3 separate regions of the Gossypium hirsutum genome follow, and all the other regions are linked to region 2. The links are chromatin contacts, called in public Hi-C maps. All regions are on one chromosome and are shown on one strand. Each heading gives the region's core, a stretch centred on a gene start, on an enhancer-like site or on the middle of the called end of the contact. The rest is flanking DNA. Distances are from core to core; before and after follow the strand shown. Region 1 holds the start of LOC107912931 (probable glutathione S-transferase). Region 2 holds the start of LOC107912925 (cationic amino acid transporter 8, vacuolar). Region 3 has its middle 28 kb from the start of LOC107911335.

The links. Hi-C and Micro-C count contacts between places; a contact is called where the count stands out from the background.
Region 1: a contact with region 2 is called in a Hi-C map of callus, with 1.8 times the contacts expected there. The contact joins the promoter of LOC107912931 here to the promoter of LOC107912925 in region 2. A contact is called at or near these places in 2 of 34 Hi-C or Micro-C datasets (callus and leaf).
Region 3: a contact with region 2 is called in a Hi-C map of leaf, with 1.7 times the contacts expected there. The contact joins the enhancer-like site here to the promoter of LOC107912925 in region 2. A contact is called at or near these places in 3 of 34 Hi-C or Micro-C datasets (hypocotyl and leaf).

Annotation. Positions count from the first base shown.
Region 1 is chrA13:98,913,156-98,916,846 of Gossypium_hirsutum_v2.1, forward strand. It overlaps LOC107912931 (probable glutathione S-transferase), which reads left to right and starts at 1,720. Exons shown (of 2, transcript XM_016841321.2): 1 at 1,720-2,196; 2 at 2,942-3,427. The coding sequence starts at 1,882. The coding sequence ends at 3,286.
Region 2 is chrA13:98,530,508-98,533,851 of Gossypium_hirsutum_v2.1, forward strand. LOC107912925 (cationic amino acid transporter 8, vacuolar) reads left to right here and starts at 1,839. Exons shown (of 1, transcript XM_016841316.2): 1 at 1,839-3,344. The coding sequence starts at 1,839. LOC107912924 (ubiquitin carboxyl-terminal hydrolase 27) reads left to right here. Exons shown (of 11, transcript XM_016841315.2): 10 at 1-6; 11 at 613-3,344. The coding sequence ends at 879.
Region 3 is chrA13:98,861,838-98,865,342 of Gossypium_hirsutum_v2.1, forward strand. It overlaps the pseudogene LOC107911336. Among protein-coding and RNA genes, the nearest start is that of LOC107911335, 28 kb to the left of the region's middle. Within about 2 kb of position 1,599, at least 7 of the 9 cell types and tissues checked have an H3K27ac peak or open chromatin away from gene starts, as enhancers often do. A contact at or near this core is called in hypocotyl and leaf, where this site is marked.

The DNA of each region.
Region 1 (3,691 bases), core at 470-2,969, 380 kb after region 2:
AATTTGTGGCTAAAAAGACAAGAGCAGGCCGTACTTTAGCTTCAAGCAATCACCACCAGACGCACGCTACAGACGTAAGGAATGGCATATACTACTCGCTCTATGGAAGGTCCTAGAATTATTATTATCCTTGTAATAATTATTAAAGATTGTTGTCAATAAAGCGTCCAATATCGAATAATAAATAAATAAATAAAGCATCCAACGTTAGAACATGAAATGGACGTACTACCTGTAATTATTCATATTATATGTTTACTATAAAGTAACTACCGGAAGTAAACAAAGAGCTAGAAATAAATCTTGAAACTTTTATAATAATAAAAATATAAATTTATTATTTTAATATTTTATATATTTATAATTTTTGAAAGATTAAAATAAATTTTTATTATTTTTAAAGAGTTAAAATATAATTTTATAATTATTAATTTAAAATATTATAAATTTCATTTAAAATATTAAAAATCTAAATAAAAAAAACTTCATTGAGAACTGGATTCCTTACTAACCTCATTGAATTCGTCACTAACATAAACCTAATCTAACCAAACCCACCCTAATAAAACTTATAAATAAACCTAGACTGAAATCACATAATTTAGAGTTTTTGAGATACATATTATTTTTCTTTTATTGATTGATTTCCAATATATATATATACTACTTATTAATTATTTTATTGAATTAATTTCACTCATCAACTGAGTTAAAAGAAATTACTCAAAAATATTTTTATTTACAAAATAAATTATATAACTATGAAAATATTTTTTATCTTTTTATAAATAAATAAAAAATTATTCGTAGTAAAATTTGAACCAAAAGACACTATGCATATTAAACTTTTTTATTTATCATTTAAACTAAACCTATTTTTTAGTTTTCATTTGAAACTTCTATAAATATATTTATAATTCTAAAATTATATATATATATATGAATAATGTTATTGATTAAACTAGTGTCATAAATAATTTCACATATATAAGTCGTGTGATAAAATTTTTAATTTGTATTAAATTTATGATATAATTAATAATACAGTCAACCAAACTCCAATTTATATAAAAAAATTATTAAAATATATTACACAATACAATGTATTATTATAAAAATATTTTTATTTTTTTACCTTTTATTTAAAAATTCGATTTAATTCGTGATTCAATGAATTTAAACATTAAATTTTACTAAAAAAAATTCCACTCCCTTTTCAATAAATATAGTATTAAATAATTTTCTTTCACCTAAACCATATTTTGATCATTATTTAGGTTAGTTAGGCAAAAAAATCTTCTCAAATTTTTTCAAATTTGAAATTTAATAAATTGGTTTCTTTAAAAAAAATTAGAGTAATTTAATATTTTTTAATTTTAAAAATAAGCAATTAAAGATAATTAATTATAATTTTAAATTTTTTATTAATTGTACATTATTTTGATTAGTATAATAATACATTTAGCCTTCAAAGTTTATATATTCTATCAATTTGGTCTTAATTTAATAAATTTATTTATGCTGAGGCTAAATTATGTTAAACTTTTTAAAATTAAGGCCAAAATGATAAAATATGTAAATATTAAAGATTATATTTATTGTTATATTAATCAAAATTATGTATAATTAAAAAAGATATGAATTTCATGATTAATTATTTTAATTTCTCATTTTTAAAATAAATAAAGATGAGTTACTTCAAAACATTGAAGTCACAGAAAAATTGAATAAAAGAAATATCATAGAAAAACCTACCAACCCTCCTATAAATATACTCTGACTCCCCCTTCAGAATCAGAGAAAAACAAGTAAAATCCAAAAGAAACCCAAGATTATAAATTTAGTATCGATTTGAGTATTTGAATAGTTTAGATTACAAGAATGGCAGGGGAATTAGTATTGTTGGATTTCTGGCCAAGTCCATTTGGGATGAGATCCAGGATTGCTTTGGCTGAGAAAGGGATACCATACGAGTACAGAGAAGAAGATTTGAGGAACAAGAGTGATTTGTTGCTGCAGATGAACCCTGTTCACAAGAAAATCCCTGTTCTTATCCATAATGGTAAACCCGTTTGTGAGTCTGTCATTCAGGTTCAGTATATTGATGAGGTCTGGCATGATAAAGCTCCTTTGATCCCTTCTGATCCTTATCAAAGAGCTGTTGCCAGATTCTGGGTTGATTTCGTTGACAAGAAGGTGCTTTCTTTTACTCGTTTAAGTCTCTACGTTTCTGCTATGATTGTTCAATGGGCTGACTTGATTTTAGATTATGTTTTGATTTAGTTTCCATTTTGGGGAGGGGGGTGGTTCTGGGCTGCAAATAGGACGGCAACAGAGTGGCAGGAATTGCTTAATCTATAGGATTTTATTATACCACTACTATATAGGTTAAACTCAACCCTTCTCTTATGATTGAAACATTTGGGATAAGTGAAGGAAATCTAATGGACTCAAATTGAGATGAACAGTATTTTTTCAATAAGTGATATTGGGTTACACTAACACAACTATAGAGATACTTCCATTTTTCATTTGTTCTGAATGTGTAAGTTGAACTTAACCAATTTAGAAAGCTTGATTTTATTGGTTGCAAATGTTATGCTTACAGCTCATCCACAACTAAGTCCATTATTTTAATATTCTAGATGATATTGGCTTGCTTACTCACTTTCAACCTATTCTAGTTGCAATTATTGCAACTTTTTCACTATCCACAACTAGATCTAATTATCAATGATGATAATTTATGACCATGATTACTGTTTGAATTCTTTAGCTATGCAGGGAGAACAAAAACATTTTCTTGATGTTCTATGATTATTCATATTCATGTCATTATATGTTTTTCATGTTGAGGGAGAGATGAAACTAAAAATAAATGTGGAAATTATTACTGACTGAATAGAACTCTAATTCTCCAATATTGTAATGTGAAGTGCAGATATATGACCTGGGGAGCAAAATATGGAAGACAAAGGGAGAAGAACAAGCAAATGCAAAGAAAGAATTTATTGAGTGCCTGAAGCTGTTGGAAGGAGAGCTTGGAGACAAGACTTACTTTGGAGGAGAAAGTCTTGGATATGTGGATGTTGCATTAGTTCCATTTTATACCTGGTTTTATGCTTATGAGAAGTGTGGGGACTTCAGCATTGAAGCAGAGTGTCCCAAGATGATTGCTTGGGTTAAAAGGTGCATGCAAAAGGAGAGTGTAGCCAAGAGTCTTCCTGACCAAGAAAAAGTCTATGAATTTGTTCTGCAGTTGAAGAAACTCTTTGGAATTGAGTAATTCAATTCTGGGAATCCAAGCTTCAGGCATGTACTACCATTATATCTGGTTTTAAATAAAAGAGCATTTAGCTGTTGCCTGCCTGGTTGGGATTGTCATTTGAAATTTCGAGTTTTCAATTTATAAAGTACTTTTAGTTCCTATGAATGTTCTTAATCTTTTGGTATGCTCTTTTTTTTTCTTTTTCTAGCTGGTTGAATCATGTATACCACTATGTTTAAATACCCTTTAAATGGATTTAGGTAAGGTGGCTGTTGAAATCATTGAGTGCATGACCATAGTACCCTAAGAGCATTGGTTGGATATCCAATCATTACTTTGTTTTAGATATTCAACCTCCTACCTCAATCCAGAAATTGTAATGATGTATTATCCTACACCAACATTGAACCCAAATTGTATTGT
Region 2 (3,344 bases), core at 589-3,088:
GATAAGGTTGGTTGAATAATTACTAATCTGGTCATATGTAGGTTGTTATGCAATTTTGAGCAACATATATTAATAACTATCTTTGTTGGTTCACTAAAAGGTTTAATTTTAATGTTTTTAAAGCACGTCTTGTAAATTGTGTTAAGGTGTCAGAGCTTTAGAGGCTTCTTGCCTTGGTTCTCATGCCTCGCAGTTTACCATTTGTGATGATAGTTCTCCCTATGTTCCTTTTTTTGGTATTATTGCTACTATTTTTGTGCATGTTTTCTGCAAGAAGCATTGATTTCTTTTTCCCTTCTCATCATTGATAAAGTGTGAAATTGTAATCAAATGTGAGTATTGCTACATGAATGAAGTGCCAAGGAAACAATTTGTTGGAGATCCTTTGTTGCGTGTGATTCACTCCAAACCTCTTTCTTGAAAATTATGACTCCTTCCTTGCATATAAGCATCTGTTTCTTAACTTGGTTTAGGAGGAAAAAGTTTCATGATTAAGTTCCAAAACTAAGTTTGTTTTGCTAACTTTCTTACTATATGCTACACATTAGATTTGGGATTCATGATTGAGTGAGGGCTGACGGCTGTCTATATTGGATGTGTATTTTTATGCAGATAAGCTTGACCAGCAAGTTACCTCCTTCAGAAACTAAATCATACCGACTTGCTTCAGTTGTGGAGCACTTTGGGAGACCTGGAGGTGGGCATTACACTGTTTACAGAAGTATGAGAACTAAATCTGATGAGGAAGATTCTGATGAATACTCCGAGCCCGCTACAACCAAGTGGTTCTGCATTTCAGATTCTCAAGTATGTAGTGTCTCAGAGAAGGATGTTTTAGCTGCAGAAGCAAGCCTACTTTTCTATGAGAGGATCGTATAAGGCTGAAATGATGCCTACTCGTATACTTATGATTTCCCAAACTCTCCATCTCATTTCTCTCAAAAGCTACTTCTAGCATCATAATTGCAAATTGTAATATTAAAGTGTTGATATGGTGCTTGTGAGAGGCCTGACTGAGAATTGATTGTGATCAACTGATTGGGATCAACCCTTTCCCGGAGTAACTGTGGAAGAAGCATAGCTTGTTTGGAGATTATACCTTGAAACTGAACCTCTCCACTCTATACCTATCATTTCCTTGTGAAGGGCAAACAGCAGAACTAACAGGAAGGATGGATGGTCCAAGGGTTTTTGCTCTTGCTATAAATACAACATTTGCCGCTTCATATCGTTGTTTGTGTTTTTTTTTTCTAAAGGAAAATGTTAGGAGCTAGTTGGAATATGTTTAAGGAGATTCAATGCAATTGCCTCTTTGTGAGGGCTTTTACAACTTGATTTTGCCAAGCTTCGTGATGGTAAATAATTGGGTGTTTGGGTTGTAATTTCATGCACTGTCAGCTTATGAACACTATCCTTAGTAAAGCATGTCAACATGTTAGTGAGATGGGTTTACATATATCTTGATATCAAGAAACAGCAACCTTAGGTTACTTCGCAAATTTATTCTGAACTCTCAATCTAGTCTCAAAATGATAAAAAAAAATTACTGTGTTCCCACTTGAAAATGACATATTATCTGCCCAATTATGATAGATACGTGTACAGTAGCGTATACCTGATTTCCTTTACGACATGTGCGAACGAAATCTTTGTGTAGTAATCGTTAATCCGATTCCTGATTATAGTGAATCTCTTGTTATCATATATCACAAATTCAGCACTTCCCATATTATCACATCCGTATTCTTTCCGGTTCTCAGATCACCTCTTGTCCGTACCTCCAGTTCAATCTGTTATCATTTATTTCTGTCGATTCTTTTTTGGGTATTTGAATCTCCATGGCTAAGGAAAAACCAATTTCTTCAACAACTAAAAGAAGCTACTGGAGATGGAGCAAAACGGACTTCTTCCCAGAAACCTCGTTTCAAACCTTGTCATCTTACAAAACAGCACTTTCCCAAACCTGTCCTCGTCTCAGTGACCGTCTCTTAGCACGTTCCTCCTCCACCGACGAGCTTGTAACCCTTCAAAAAGTAAGTGAAAACCCCATGCAAAAATGTCTAACCTGGTGGGACCTCATTTGGCTCGGCTTTGGCTCTGTTGTTGGTTCTGGCATATTTGTCATAACAGGTCAAGAAGCTCACAATAATGCAGGTCCAGCTATTGTTTTGTCCTATGCTATATCTGGGCTTTCAGCATTGCTATCTGTTTTTTGTTACACTGAATTTGCAGCCGAGATTCCTGTAGCTGGTGGTTCGTTTTCGTATCTTCGTGTTGAACTAGGTGATTTCGTTGCATTTATAGCTGCTGGTAATATTCTTTTAGAAGCTTTAGTCGGAGCTGCAGGATTAGGAAGATCATGGTCTTCTTATTTTGCTAGTATGATTAAGAATGATTCAGACTTTTTGAGAATTAAGGTTGATTCTTTGCCTGTAGGATTTAACCTTTTAGATCCACTTGCTGTTGTGGTACTTTTGGTTGCTAATGGGATAGCAATGAGCGGAACTAAGAGGACGTCTTGGTTGAATTGGATTGCTTCTTTGGTTAGTGGTGCGGTGATTGTCTTTGTTATAGTTTTCGGGTTTATTCATGCAAAAACTTCGAATCTGGAACCGTTTTTTCCTTATGGGGTAGAAGGGGTTTTCAGGGCCGCTGCTGTGGTTTATTGGTCTTATACAGGTTTTGATATGGTGGCAAATATGGCTGAGGAGACTAAGAAACCCTCTAGGGATATACCAATTGGGTTGGTTGGTTCCATGTCTGGAATTACGGTGGTTTATTGCTTGATGGCTTTAGCATTGACCATGATGGTGAAGTATACTGAGATTGATGTAAATGCTGCATATTCTGTTGTTTTTGAACAAATTGGGATGAATTGGGCCAAGTATTTGGTTAGCATATGTGCACTTAAGGGAATGACAACAAGCTTGTTGGTTGGATCTCTTGGGCAAGCTCGATACACAACTCAGATTGCTAGAGCTCATATGATTCCTCCTTTTTTCGCTTTGATTCATCCCAAAACTGGAACTCCTGTATATGCTACCCTGCTGGTGACTCTGATTAGTGCTATTGTTGCATTGTTCTCTAGTTTAGATGTTTTGTCAAGTGTTTTGTCTTTCAGCACACTCTTCATTTTTATGCTAATAGCTGTTGCATTGCTTGTGAGACGATATTATGTGAAAGATGTTACTCCGAAGAATGATTTGGTAAAATTTCTTATATGCTTATTCATTACTATTGGTTCCTCAATTGGAGTTTCAGCACTTTGGAATTCAAATGAGAGAGGATGGCTTGGGTACACTACGGCTGGATTGCTATGGTTCTTCGGGACTTTGGGAATGGCA
Region 3 (3,505 bases), core at 349-2,848, 330 kb after region 2:
AACTTATGATTTCTACTCATAAAAGCCCTTTATTTTAATATTAAAGTAAATATATTTTGAATTTCAAGCTCTTATCTTAATTTTTTGTTGATGCAATAAAAATTATATACACTTTAACATGAACATAAAATCTAAAAAAGTAATAAAAATTTTCAAAAGAGTAGTTAAGAATATCATGTATATAAGAATTCTTAAGAAATTTTAAATTTTTATTTTTTTATTTAATAATCTATTCTCATCAAATTCACCTCAACATAAAATGTGCATTAATTTGTATTTTTTTAAATAGTTTTACTTTGGGTAAAATATATTACTTTAATATTAAAATAAATGAATTTTATAAGTAAAAATCATAATTTAAGTGTTTATTTAACTACAAAAATAAGTTAACGACTTGTTTAAACACAATATAGTGAGTTGAAAGAGAATAAAAAGAAAATAAAAAATAAAGAGGACTTATAAGGCAATTAGCCACATTTAAAATTTATTGCTGCCACACTGTGAGGGCACTCTTTCACTTTTTCTTTCAGCAGCCACTCAAAATGAAAAAATTGCATATCAGGTGTCTGAATACTTTAGATCATTACATTTTAATTCGGTATCGTCAATTTGACAGACGACACCAATAAAACTATACTGTTTTGATAAATAATCTAATAGGCATACTATTTCAATTATTATTATTATTATTATTATTTAGGTAAAAAAACCCTAATCTCCACATAGGGGTGTGCAAAATTCGGGTAAAACCGAAAAAATTCAGTTAACTGACCGAATTCGGTTAATCGGTCGGTTAACCGAATTAATTCAGTCGGGGGTCGGTTAATAATTTTTTGAGTTTTCTGTTAACGGTTAATTCGGTTCGAAATCGATCGGTTAACCGAATTTTTTCGATATAAATAGCCCACTATTCACTCAAACTCAATCCAACATAAACCCAAATACCCAATCTAATATATATTAACCCAACTACCCAACCCAACCCAATTACCCAACCCAATCATAAAAATTACAAATAATTTAATAAATAAAAATAAAAATCTAAGACTAAAAATAAAAATAAAAAACATATAATTTTATACAAATAATTCGGTTAATTTGAGTAATTCGGGTAATTTGGGTAATTCAGATAATTCGGTTAATTTGATTAATCCGGTTAATTTTATACTTATTTTAACCAAAAATTAAAAAAATATATAATTTTTAGTAATTCGATTAACCGACCGAATTAACCGAATTTCGGTTCGGTTAATTTTTATGAAAAAATTTCAATTCAATTAACGATTAAACTTTTGAAAAGTCAATTAATTCGATTAATATTATTTCAAGTGAATTAACCGATCAGTTAACCAATTGAACACCCCTATCTCCACATTCAAAACATATATCATGATGTCTCATGATTATTTGAATAATAAATTGTCATTATAATATTATTTGGTAAAAAAGCCTAATGGGACTATGAGCTCTATTTTTCTTTTTTGGTCAAAAACTATGAACTCCAGTAGTAGATGACGACGCATGCAATTGCATAAGGGCAACCCCTGCTTCATATTAAAACAATCACTACTGATGTAAGGAATGGGATACTATTCTCTTTATAGATTAGAAGGCCCTGGAATAATAATAATCATTATTCAAAAGGATGAGCCAAGCCCATGGAATGTAAATAGTAACTGGATATCAGCAAAACGAAAATATCCGGAGTTTTCGAGAGAGAAGATCCGGAAATACACGTTTATCTTTTTTACTTATAACGAAAAAACTATAAAATACAGGTTTATCGCCGGAAATAAACTTTTAGAAAAATGAAAATATCGGGAGTTTTGGAGAAAAGAGAATTTCCTTTTCTCTATCTCCAGATTCATTGATTTATGTGATTATGTCAGGAAAGACAGAGAAAAAGCTACCGACTCTTACCCTTTTTTTGCCTATAATTATACATACTTATACGCCTTCAGTTCAGAATCAGAGAGAGAAAAGAACAAACCCAAGATTTTAGTTTTAGTATTTGAATCTTTAGATCAAAAGAATGGCAGAGGAAGTAGTATTGCTGGATTTCTGGCCAAGTTCGTTTGGGATGAGATCCAGGATTGCTTTGGCTGAGAAAGGGATTAAGTACGAATACAAGGAAGAACACTTGAGGAACAAGAGTGCTTTACTGCTGTAGATGAACCCTGTTCATAAGAAAATCCCTGTCCTTATCCATAACGGTAAACCTGTTTGTGAGTCGCTCATTCAGGTTCAGTACATCGATGAGGTATGGCATGACAAAGCTCCTTTGCTCCCTTCTGACCCTTACCAAAAAGCTACTGCTAGATTCTGGGCTGATTATATTGACAAGAAGGTACGTTCTTTTTTTTCCCTTTTGGAACTGTTTACATAAATAGGAGAGCAAAGTATTGTGCCTAAAATAATGTTAAATGAAATGCAGATATATGACCTGGGGAGCAGAGTATGGAAGACAAAGGGAGAAGAGCAAGCAACAGCAAAGAAAGAATTCATAGAAAGCCTGAAGCTGATAGAAAAGGAGCTTGGGGACAAGCCTTACTTTGGAGGAGAAAGTTTTGGATATGTGGATGTTGCATTCATTCCGTTTTATCGCTGGTTTTATGCTTATGAGAAGTGTGGGAACTTCAGCATTGAAGCAGAGTGTCCCAAACTAATAGCATGGGCTAAAAGGTGCATGCAAAAGGAGAGTGTATTCAAGTCCCTTCCTGACCAACAAAAAGTCTATGATTTTATCCTCCAGATGAAGAAACATTTCGGAATTGTGTAATCCCAGCCGTTGTTTATGATTTTAAATAAAATGGGGACATTTATGTTATGCCTGCCCTGTTGACAGTTCTTCTATTTTTCCTCTTTCAATCGCTTAGATGGTTTGGGACTTGTCATTTGCAGTATGGAGTTTTTAAATAAAAAAGTAATCAGTCCTATACACTTACTCTTATAAAGAAGAGGGTAAATTATACTCTTAACTTTAATGTAATTTCAATTTAGTCATTTAATTTTTAAAAAATAATAAATTAATTTTTTTAATTATTTTCTATTACAGACGAAATGGAAAGTTGATATGTTATTTAATTGACTACGTTAGCATTCTAATTGTTGTTTAAATAATCCTAATTTAAGAAAAGAAAAATAAAGAGAAGAATAAGAGAAGAAATAAAGATACCTAGAGGTGTGCATGGGCTTGGTCGGGCTGGAGGCTCGCTCGAAATGTGGGAGGATTTGGACAAAAATATAGGCCCGAAAAATGGGCTTGGGCAAAAAAATAAGGTCCATTTAAAAAATAAGTTAGGTTTCGGGTAAAGCATTTTTGGCCAGGGCTCGGCTCTGTCCGGCCTGAATTCACTACATGATAACTTTTTTAATATTATTTTTTTATTATTTTCTCTTTATTTTGCTACTATTTTACTATTATGTTGATACTATTATGTTGTTATTATTTAGATATTGTATAAAACTTATTTTATTATTAATTTTTTATTATTTTAAAGACATT